Regions from separate parts of the Mus musculus genome. Here region 1 is linked to region 2. The links are chromatin contacts, called in public HiChIP or PLAC-seq maps. All regions are on one chromosome and are shown on one strand. Each heading gives the region's core, a stretch centred on a gene start, on an enhancer-like site or on the middle of the called end of the contact. The rest is flanking DNA. Distances are from core to core; before and after follow the strand shown.

Region 1 (6,177 bases), core at 3,058-5,557, 930 kb before region 2:
ACTTGGGGCCCATGCTTGGGCCCTCTGAGAGGCCCTATCTGACTACCTGCTTCTGTTCTCTGCAGATTTGAGGCATATTGACCAAGTCTCTCCCAGATTTCCAAAGTCTCATCAGAAAGGTCTAATCTACCTTTCCTCGAACATTGTTATCAGGGCCCCAGGGACCACTTGGTGTTGTATGGAGTGTGCAGGCTAAGCAATGAAGACAGCAATCTTGGTACAGTGAGGGTGAACCTGTGAGCCAGCTCATATGTGCTTTCATTTAGGTCTCCAGAGTATCCCTAACAGCTTCCTGTTGTCTGGTGCCCCCAGACAACTGACAGTTGGGGATCAGCTATGGGGAATCCCTAGGAATAGAAAAGGTATCAGAGAGAAGAAAGCTTTCTCAGGAAACATTGCTTAAGCCTGCTAGCCTACTAGCCCTCCTTCCTCCAGCCTGGAAACCTGAAGCCAGGGCTCAGAGAGGGCAGCATCAGGAGCCTCTTGCAGCATCTGCACAGGTGTCAATTGAGCAAAGACCCACATCAGGCCGATCTACAGCTGGCAAGCCTTCCTAAACTCCCTTCTGGACGCTAACTACTGCAGGTGGCGCAAACACTGGCATCGCCACTGTAGAGGAGGGTGTGAGACAGTCTGCTGGGCTAGCCCAGGACCCAGAAAATCCATTTCAACAGCAATGTACACAATACTTCAGGCGGTTCATCAGTACCAGGCACAACAGCCCCACAGTGAACACTGCACATGAACACAGGCACAGAATAGACAGATTAGTGCATCATGCACACACCCTCAAAGTATCAGGAGAGGGTGGAACTAGCCATAGCCACCAACAGAGCATCAGTCTGAAAGCCAGACATGGGCGAGAACACACTTGGAGAGCACTTAGACCAAGGTCAAAAAGAGACAAGGGGACTTGGGGCTGAAGCACAACCATGTAGCAGCTTCTATTAAGGGGCAGTTAGCTCTTCCCCTGTGACCCGGTGTGAGCCTTCAATCTTGTTTGAGGAACAGGATTCGGTGCAACTGGCATTTGCTGGGTATAGAGACCTAGCTACAGGAGGCTCTACCTTTCTGAGCCTGATTCTCTGAAAGCCTTAAGACCTCAGAGGAAGGCATTCTACAAGGAAGGAGAAGGGAGGTCCAGCCAGCATCCCAGCCCAGTGCCCAATAGGGGCAGAAGCCTCATGTGACTGGAGAATCCTAAGGGACATCCCAGACAAGGAGGGGCCTCTTGCAAAATGCTCCCTCCCCCTCCCCCCACCTCCAGACCACTCCTTTTAAAATGGAACAGATAACCGAGACCATGCTTCACCAATCAGAACCCTTTGTGTGGTGGGAGTGGCATCTGAGAGGAACACGTGGCCTTCTAGGGAGTCTGGAATGTTGTGTTTCTTGGTGGCGCAGTGGTTACACAAGCATGTTCACTTTTGAGACAATTTATTCAGCTACATGAGTAGAGTAGGACACTTTCCTGAGTGACATTTCAATAGCAGCTGAGTGACAGGTCTGGCTCCTCCCTGCACTGCCCTCATGCCCCACCTCCCTACTCTCCACACTCCACAGCTGCCTCACCTCTGCACCTGGGATGCCCCACCCCTTCCCACCATGCCAGGTGGTGCCTTCTGCAGAAAGCCTTCTGTACCTCCCTCCCATCCTTTTCTGGGCCCATGAGTGCTTGCACAGTTCTGGGCAGAAGGGAATAGAGCCTATCTCAAGCAAGGTGGAGTCTTTTTCTTCTGACTCCGAAGATTCTTCAAGCAGGTGGTACACTCCATCTCCTTAGTCTCCCAGAGAATTGAATCCTACAGTGATCTGTCTCCAGGTGACACAGATCATAGGCCAGCATCAGATGAAGAGACGCTTTACCATCAGTGAAGACCGAAGGTGAAGCTGAACTTGGGGATGCAAAGAGATTTCCGTGATGGGGGAGAATTAAGGGGTTCTCTTGTTGTAGATGGCACTATAAATGTGTGCCATTCTCCCATAATTACCTATTAAAATAAGACCACAGAGCCTGAAGGGCCAAGGAAGAGGCATAGGAATTGACTCCTCTGAAGTACCTCCGGGTAGCCCTCAGGCTCAGCCTGCATGCCAGCCTCCACACCCTGCTGGGCAACAGAGTCTCAACTGAGTCCCAGTGCTAGGGTCTAGGCACATACAACCAACCTCTTGTCTTCATCTTCCCAGCTCCAGCCCTGTTTTAAATGTATGTGTGACCACTAGCCCCTTAGTTCACCACCCATCTGAAAGGTAGGCTCATTCAGTCATCTTGGATAAGTCTGTTTTCCCTCTTCCGTGGAAGGCATGAGGGCCAATAGGTCAAGATGTTGTGGGTCTTGGGTCTTTTTCTGTCCCTACTGTGCCAGCAACAATTCCAGCTAACAGCCACCTGAGGAAGCCAGCTCACTCTACAGAGGCCATAGCACCTATTCCCCACCTCAGACACCCTTTACTAAGAAAGGAAGCCTCATGCATGGGTGAGCCACAGCACGGCCAGGTCCCTGGGGAGAGGTCTGCTGGAAAGGCAGCTGTTTGTATGTGTAGGGGTGAGTAGGGAGAGAACAGCATCCCTAAAGGTATTCAGGTAGAGGGAGGGCCCCACGAGGTCACAGGTAGATCAGACGCAAGCTGGACTTCAATTTCTCAAACTCCCCTGAGGACCAAATCACTCAGATGATTGCTGAACCCACAGTGTCCTGTCCTCTCCCTGGAGAGAATGCAGGTCTGGAAGACAGCCCAGGAATTTAAATTGTTAACAAGACCTCCCAGGTGATCTTCTGCATCTGGAAAGATAGGCAACACAGGCAGGTGACCTTCCAGGTCCTTCTGGGCCCAGAGATTATCAGCTTTGAATATCTCTCTCCACCATCCCAAACCCATCTGGAAGATATCAGCCCTCCAGTGCAATGGTCAGAACACATCGTTAACAATGATCTAAAAGCTTCAGGAGGGGGGAGGGGTAAGGCTGGGGGGGGGTTCATCCCACGGTGGTAGAACCAGTCGAGCTCCTTCCCAGCTCCTGAGCCCCCAGAGCCTCATGCTTAGCATGGGGCAGGGTTTGGGGGAGCAACAGCTGTTTAGCTGCTGTTCAGTGGGGCTCCAGAAAAGCAATTATCTTGCTCTTAGCAGAAAGGCATGGGCCATTTTGAACACACACACACACACACACACACACACACACACACACACACACACACACACACTCATCCCAGGCCAAGATGCTGTGGTGGCCCTCATTGCCACCCGCTCCAGACTCCAGATTTCTGACTCGCTCGCTCCACCTCAACCCTCTGAGCACACTTCCAACACTTAAATCATTTAGCCCGCTAAACCGGAGACGGCAAAATGGGTGCTATTTCTTAAAAACATACAGAGAGCGTATTAAATTATTGATAGCCATTAAACAGGAGGAAAATATTAAACAGCTCTCAGCCCTTATCAATCATTCATGCAGTTTCCACTGGGGTGTTTTCTGGAGTGATCACTCGGGCAGCCCGGGGAGCTGGCTCCTGCCAGCAAGGAAGGCACAGGCTGGAGAGAGGCCAGCAGCAGGCTGGCCCCAGCCCCAGCCCCAGCCCCAGCAGTCACCTTGGGTAGGGGTATGTGGGGGCAGGGAGGTAAGGTATTGCACTTGCTAGAACCCTTTGCTCTTCCCCCACATCATTAACAAAGGGAGACTCCGGCACCGCCTTCAGGAGCCTCTTAATTAAATCCAGCCTGCTTTTATTGGGCACCTACTATATATCAGGCCTGCGGGATGCACAAATAAACAAGTCTCAAGGCCCTCAGGGGCTAATGGCAGCGGCAGTGGGGAACCCATTGCAAGAGAACGTGACTGTGCTATACAATGATGGAGCCCAAACAAGAGGCCCATGGGGAGCTGGTGCAGAGAAGACAGGACAATGGTGGCAGAAGAAGGATTCACTGAAGTAATTCCTGGGGGCATTCCTGGGGGAGGAAATTGCCCTGAGGGTAACTGGGGAGTGGAATAAGGGGGACAGTCTTGGTAAAGACCGAATACTGCTTGGACCTGTTTGAGGGGCAGCTGCTGACTAGGTGGAATAGCAGCTTGAGCACAGGCATAAGGCATAATAGATAGGAGGCTAGCATCCTCAGTGTACAGAGGCAGGAGCTTGGGGTTCACCCTAGCTGCCCTGGTCAGTATCCCCACCACACTGGTACGGCAGATCCATTTCCTGGCTCTGATTCAGGACACCTAAGCCAGCGTGACGCAGGCCTGGAGGCTGTAGGTCCAAGGCCCTGCTGTATCCAGCCACAGACAGGCCTGGCAATGCTACCCTTGGGAGACAGGCTCCCCACTGCTGCCTAACCATGCCAAGGACCCAGACACCACCAGGGCTGTGGGAGCCAGGAGATACCTGATACTGCTCCGCCTCACGGTGGAGGGAGCAGCCGCAGCCAGAGGCCATGTGAGGATCCCAGGCCCAGCTGGGCTGCTCAGTCTGACCCTGCTCCTCTAGCCATGCCCAGCACACACTGCTCTTCCCGAATGTTTTTCAGGGCTGTCACTTGCGGCAGCAGAGGCCCTGCCAAGCGTGGATCACACCCTCGGTGGAGCAAGCTGCTGTCTCAGGGAGATGTTTTATGGAGAGGAGAAGTTTACCATCACACCAGGGACTGGAAAGGTTTCACTGGGAGAAAAGTGGGGAGCGTGACTGTGCTATACAATGATGTCTGCAAAGTGGGGAGCGACAAAAGGTCCCTTTCTCAGATACTTGGACCATCATTCAGAAAGGGTGGCCTGGGATTCAGGGAATGTCCCTCAGGTTTCAGGAACCTATGGGGTAGGGGAATGAGTACATCGAGCCGATACAGAGGTGAGACTCTGAAATTAGACCCTGTTCTGCCATCAACTGTCCCCTCCTGGGCTCTGCCTGAACACACAGTGACAGATACTGGGGAAAGCCACATGGCTCCCATGGGACAGGGATGACCTCCAGAGTAGCTGGATACAGCTTGCAGGGAGCATGGAATTCCTGAGGTTGACCCCAATCAACACTGCTCTGTTCACCTCAAGACCCAGAATGACGTCATGCTCCAGCCTCCCTTGTGCGCTTGCCAAAGGTTCAGGGCTCCTGTGTATCCCTGTCATCACCCCCTTCGGGTTGTCACATATGATCTCTTCTCTCTAATTCAGGTTTCACACAGGTGCCTGGCCCTGGGCAGAACTTGCCAGCAGGCTATCTAGAAAGTCTTGCTGACCAGCAAAATCAAGACCCAAATGGGCATAATACCAAACAACTGCTCCTGGCTTTACCTCTGACTTCCTATTGTGAGTTCTTGTCATGGTCAAACTCCCAGTCTCCCAGCTCTTCACTTATTGCTGTATTCACAGAAGTCTCTGTACCCCAGTCATACGACAATTACTCAACCCTTCTGGACTGTCTTGACCCAGGGCCTTTGCATATGACAGTGCATTCTCTACCCAGCCCAATCCTGCTCTCTCTGGTTGTAACTGATGCACACTTTCCACATTACTTTAGACTGAATTCTGGTCACATCTGTTCTGATCTAACTGGGGGACATCATGAATATCAACAGGGCTCCTTTCATCCACACTTGGCACACAGGGTCAGGGTGAGCCTCTAACTTTATTAGACCCCAAACCACCCACCCTCACCCACCAACCAGAACCAGTTCTCCCTCATGGATAACCTGCAGAGGTCTCACAGCAGTTTTAAAAGCTGTTCCCCAGAGAGAGGGTGAGATGCTCTTAGCCAAAAGTAATGAGACTGTATTCTTGGAGTTCCCAAGCCAAAGGAAGGGGCAGGCTTGGGAATTTCCAGGCAAATGCCAACAGAAATTGGCCACAAATGAATCATTAACTTTCAAGTTGAGAGCTCAAGTGCTTGTGCCAAGGTCTTCAACTCTGGACTATGTGGGCCACTTGGCTTCGCTTGGCTCATGACTGAGGCCACCCCTGCCCCTCCTCCACTGGCCATCTGCTTTACCCTGGGGCCTCTGTTCACCAAGAGGCAAGGCCATCTGAGCCAGAGCAGCCCTGGTGGCTAATGGGAGAGGGTTTGCTTTTCCCCGAGACCCATTCCAAACCTCTGTCCTCTCACCCACACCCTTCAATCAGAGTGACCTCTCCAGCTAGCCAAACCCTTTCTGTCCTCTGAAGTCTGTATGCATTCTAGCCTGCCTTCTATCTAA
Region 2 (5,683 bases), core at 1,263-3,762:
ACATCTGGCCAAATTTGCTTTGAAGCATCCCACTTTCAAAGACAGCTCTTCTTTATAATCACATTTGTCGGTTTCTAAATTATTTTTTGAGACTGGAGGTAGAGTTCATAGGTAGAGACCTTGCCTAAAATATTCGGGGCCCTAAGTTCAATCCAAAACTCCAAAAAAGAAAGAAAGAAGCAACAACAAACCTAAATTACTTCCTTGTTTCATGGTGGGTTTTTTTTTTTTCATTTTTTTCTAATTCTGTGTGGATACTATTTGATCACAGCAATGTGAGAGTAAATTAGCAGATGCAGATTAAACTGTCTGATAGTAAGATGGCCATCCTTCTACCTGATTGGGCTTCAGTGGGAGAAGATCTGCTTAGTCCTGCTGGGACTGGATGTCCCAGGGCAGGGTGGTACCCAAGAGTGGCTTCCCCTTCTCCTTCAACCCTCTACCTCACTCAGTGCCAGAATGTCACCAGCCATTTGTCTGCGCCTACCTTATTCTCCTGCATCACCTACACAAAGGCACTGAATTCTAAATTGTGTGTTTATCATTCCCTTATGTTTTTATACAGTGTTTTAACATACAAATGAAGAGCAAAATTGGAATTGCTACATGTGGGCTTTTCTGTAGATTTGCTTATATCGGTCAATATTATTTCTAATATGTTTCAGACATGTATTTTGGAAGGCCAAGGCTGATTCATTTTTACTGTTCTTTGACAAATGTCATGAATGTATATAATATATTTTGATCATTTTCTGTCCCCTTTGCCCTGTCTCACCCCCCTCACTCCAGCTAAACTCTTTCTCCTCACTAAGTCTTCCTCTTATCTACATGTTTATTGTGTCATTTTGTCTGGGACCCCTGGTTTAACTAGGGTTGCCTGCATGAGTATTCTTTTATTTTCAGTTGCTAAGCATTCTCTTTTCTGACTCATGTAATTCACTCGTTGACAGGTATGTGAATGAGTGGTGGTGGGCTGGGTGGCATCCTGAGCATGCTGGAATCTCATTTGTACATCTCTCAGTGGTGCCCATGCACCATACACAAGGGGCTCTGGGGTTACCACATAAAGCAATGGTATTTCTGGGTCTGTGGATATTCAAATGCTTGATTTCTCAAGATAAAGCCTTTTGTGTTTCCATATTCTCTCTTAAAATGTGTAACTACCTGTTGTGTCCGGCCAGCAGATCACAGGTTTGGGTTTTAGCCTGGAAAGGCATTTTGGAAACCTGGAAGAGAAGAAGGGCTGGGCTGCGCGAGATAAGGAAGGAACCAAGACAAAGATCTCTGCTCAAGGTTCAATTTTTACTATTTTGGCACTCCGTTATGAAGGAAGGGGGAGGGGCCCAATTCCCGCCAAATAATCTTGGGGTCTAGTAGCAGGGTGCCCACATGTACGATTCCGAACAGCAAAGTGGCAGGTTCCAGCAGTGGGCGTGGCAGAACGATTGAGCTGGCAAGCTCCATCCAGGTGTAAACAGTGGAACCATTAAGGCTGGGGGAGGGGAGGCTACAACTACCTGTATATTACTTCCTATTTTCATGTCTCAAACATTAGCAATGTAAATCATGACTCCCTGCCCGTGCTTGTGGCCCCATTGTGTGGCTTATATTGGTCACATGACCATAAAGACAAGTAACAATATCTAAGCAGAAACCCCTTTAGGAGAAACCCCCAAGCTTCTACCTGTACTACTTTTCCCCCTCTGCCATAAGATCAGCATGCCCCAAGCAGGAATTATTTTACTGAGCTGTGTCCTAGAGAGCAGAGTCACAGCCAACAAAAATGACAGCCAGCACGAGCAAAGAATGGATCTGCAGCGCAGCAGCCACTGAGGCTGGAAGATATTTGTTACGGAAACACAATAAAATAGCCATATCAAGACAGTTAACAGAGATTTATTGAGTATCTTCAACTTACCCGACACCAAACTAGTTTTAAGAGTGGCCGTGTTAGACAGGGTTTATAGCTTTGAGGCACTAGCACTCTGGCCAATCAGCAGGTCCCAAAGACCCTAGAGATTTCCTAGTATAGGCCCCAGAGGCAAACTTGTTTCTTAGGACCTTGCCTGCGGGGAGTAAACCAGTTGATAAAGAAACAAGGCATTTTATTGATTCTGTTAAATAAAAAGTCCAGAAATGAAGCTTGAAGCAGGAGTTGGCCCAAGAGCTCCTCCTCCTCTTCTCTTGGCCTTGTTTTTCTCCCTGTTTATCTCTACTCTCTGACAGCACTGCTCCTATGGGACAAAGGAACCACCAAGTACTCCAAAGATCTGTAGCCTCTCAGTCCTATCAAAGTCTTGATTGCACCTGACTCAGAGTCATCCTGGGTCACAGGCATCCCTAAGCAATCAGTGTGTGGAGAGACAGCATAAACTAGACAACCTGGTCCCTAGGTCACGCGTCATGATGGAGTCATTCCATACAAACACAATAGGCTGAGCAGAGGGTACCCCCGGAACAGTCAGAACACTCCGCCCAGGAGGGGAAGCAGGTGCTGAACAGACGTGCCACAAACTGCATCAGCACCCTCAGGTCCCTAGCCGCTGAAGCCCAGAGCTGGCTCTGCCAGACCTCACGCTCAGGGACCTCGCATCGCTGGCTGACATCAGGCACAGAGAGCGTGTTTACACCAGGGAAATGGACAAGGGCTTCAATCCAGGGCTGGAAGAATTGCAGAGAACCAACTGGCACACATTTACCAGCAGAACATTGTGCAACTGGCTAAAGCTCCAGCATCCCCATGTGTGACACTTACACATGTCCCTGACCCCCAGCAAACTTCATCCTTTGCAGCTGTAAAGTGGGAAACTTGGGTTCTTGCCTGCCAAAGTTGTATTCCATCTCTGCCAGTTGGAGATTTTTCAAAGGTGTGTTTACGTATTGTGTAGATACACATCCATGCATGCACATTTGACTCTAAATTTCTCTCTGCATCAGAAATCATAAGTACAGGCACCTGGTACAAATTCCAAAGTGATTCTGAGAGCTGTCCCTCCCCTCTCTCGGTCTATTAAATCATTTTTCCCTCCAAAGGTACACATGCTATGGCATAAGGAGCAAACTGTTGACAGATGGTGGAGAAACTTCACAGGCCCATAATTGAGACTTATTTTCATACATTCGTGCCAGTTTGAAATCTAATTGCCAATAAAACAATACTGTGATACTGCCACATCTAATACCTCCAACCACTCACTGAAGTTACACTTGAATCCACTAGTAAACCCTAATCTCCCAGAGAAAAATATTCCATGCTCTCCGTCGGAAAAGCAGTGCTATAAATCCACGTACAGTGGTTCATTTTCAAATGAGAGTCTCCTTTCCTTGGTCCCCAAAGAGCTCTTACTCAGCTAATGTTAGTGCCTGCCTGAGAGCAGTACATGGTCTTTGTTTACTTGACAGGAGCACAGATGTGGCTGGGTGAGCCTGCAGTGGGCTCTTTTGCAGAGAAAGGCAGAGGGCTTCTCTGGGCCAACTTACTGGCCTCGCAGCTCTGGCTATATTTTGACACACTAGTGGGAAGCTGGCCAGACCGAGGGAGGAAGGATTTAGGACGCCCAACTTTCTCTCCTTCCTCCTTTGTTTTCATTCTCTTGATGGAAAGGTTTGAGGAAAGATCGATCCAGATCAATCCAAAGCTGTAAATAAAAAAGCAAGCTTTCTGTAGGATGAGGGAGCTCAGAAGCTGGGTTTGTTTGTGTGGATTGAAAAATGCCACCTGTTACCTCACACCATAAGCCTGCTGAAAACTAGTAATGACCATCCTTCTCCAAGCAGAGTCCTGCCCATGTTACAAAGAGTATATAGAGGGTGGAACCCTGAGGTGCCATCTCATCAGTCACAGTGTACCCCTTGCATCTCTGGATGCATCCTAGGCAGCAGCTTATTGTGTTGTTCTATTTTACGGATAGTGAACTGAGGTAAATCTTAAACTAGGCTGAGGACAGAAAGATTCTAAGAGACAGAGGTAGTAGACATCTGCAGCAAGATGGTATTTACCAGACATCACAGGGCCATTGGACACATGAGCTCATGCTGCTGTGACTGTATGTATGTACGTATGTACGTATGTACAAGACCTGCACAAGATCAAGTCAGCTTAAACCCAGCAAGGATGGGGAAAGGCTCTTGAACACCCACTCCAGCTAAGAAGCTATTGTCAATTAATGACTGCTTTAGGAAAACTAGGTTTCTTCAGGGACATGTATGGTCCCTGAGAGGTTTCCCATGTTCCAGTAGATGGTTCCACACCCATGCTCATACACACAGCACTAAGTAGACTCAGGGGATTTAAAAACATACCACATGAAGCTGGGGAGGAAAGTGGTGGAGGTTATAAGGGAGGATTTGAGAGGAGAGAATGAGGGGGGAGAGTTCAGCAAAACATACGTGCATGTATGAAATCTTTAAACAATAAAAGGAAGAAAGATAACTAAAACAATAAAATATGTTTCACTAAATACAACTGTTTTCGTTTTTCTTGTTTTTGTGATAAAATATTCTGACAAAAACAGTTTAAGGAAGAAAGGCTTCATTGTGGCTCCCAGTTCTAGGGAACAGCCCACTATGTTGAGGCAGGAAGTCAAGGCAGCCAGACCTCCAAGTAGATGGTAACATCACAGCCACAATTGGGAAGCAGAGAGTAACAAGCATGCGCTACTCAACTTCCTTTCTCTACTTACACAGTGCAGGATCCCAGCCAGGGAACAGTGATATTCACCGTGAGCACGGAGCATGTCTTCTCATCGAAACCATGATTGCCCCCACAGGCATGCCCAGAGACCCAACTCCCAGACAGTTGTAACTTCTGTCAAGTTGTAGAATACTAACTCAACATATTTTTTCACTAGGCTGAATTTCATTTGAACCACTGAAAACTGAGTGTCTGAACTAAGACCCAGGGAAGTATAAAGCATACACTGGTTTTCCAAACCTTAGAGAAATCGGCACAGGAGAGAACCTAGGCAATGGGCACCAAACTATACATACTTGAAAGGAATTAAGTCTGGTGTTCTACAGCACAGTGGGGTGACTGAAGTTTATGGCCATTTGTTGTATAAAGAACTAGAAGAGAGAATTTCAAAGTTTTCCAGTTGAAAGAAATGGTGTCACATGATATAGATATGCTAACTACCCTGATTTAGTAATTACACATTGGATATGTATCAAATTACACATATATCACATAAAATTGTGTGATTGTTATATGTTTATTTTAAAAGCATGTATAGAAAGAAAATAATACCCCTCAATAATAATGTGTTTATATTGACTATGTATTGAAATCACAGTTTGGACATTTGAATTTTCTAAAATATGCTGCTGGCCACTAGAAAAATGTAAATGATGTGTGTATTATAATGCTGTGATATGCTGAAGTATGTATTTGTTCTTTGTTCTTGTTTCCTAGCATATAATTACTAAAATCTTTGGAATGTTTAAAGTCTTTGGGTCTTGTTAGCCTACTCCCCAAACTTCATGTCTTAGGGTTCTCTTGCTGTGAAGAGTCACCATGTCTATGGCAACTTTTATAAAGGAAAACATTTGATTAGGGCTGGCTTATAGTTCAGAGTCTATTAGTGTTATAGTAGGAAGTGTGGTGCTATGCAGGTAGACATGGTGCTGGAGGAGGAACTGAGAGTTCTAACTGAGAGATCTGGATCCACAGGCAGCAGGTCTTCCT

The links. HiChIP or PLAC-seq counts read pairs in DNA pulled down with a chosen protein or histone mark.
Region 1: an H3K27ac HiChIP or PLAC-seq map of VIP interneurons shows a contact between it and region 2, with 5 times the contacts expected there. The contact joins two enhancer-like sites. A contact is called at or near these places in 3 of 115 datasets of contacts at active chromatin or transcription factors (VIP interneurons, astrocytes and embryonic basal ganglia).

Annotation. Positions count from the first base shown.
Region 1 is chr14:25,496,046-25,502,222 of GRCm38.p6, reverse strand. All of the region lies in intron 1 of Zmiz1 (zinc finger, MIZ-type containing 1), which reads right to left. Among named protein-coding and RNA genes, the nearest start is that of Mir3075, 35 kb to the left of the region's middle. Within about 2 kb of position 4,307, at least 100 of the 459 cell types and tissues checked have an H3K27ac peak or open chromatin away from gene starts, as enhancers often do. A contact at or near this core is called in VIP interneurons, where this site is marked.
Region 2 is chr14:24,562,825-24,568,507 of GRCm38.p6, reverse strand. No RefSeq gene overlaps it. Among named protein-coding and RNA genes, the nearest start is that of Gm31720, 39 kb to the right of the region's middle. Within about 2 kb of position 2,512, at least 22 of the 459 cell types and tissues checked have an H3K27ac peak or open chromatin away from gene starts, as enhancers often do. A contact at or near this core is called in VIP interneurons, where this site is marked.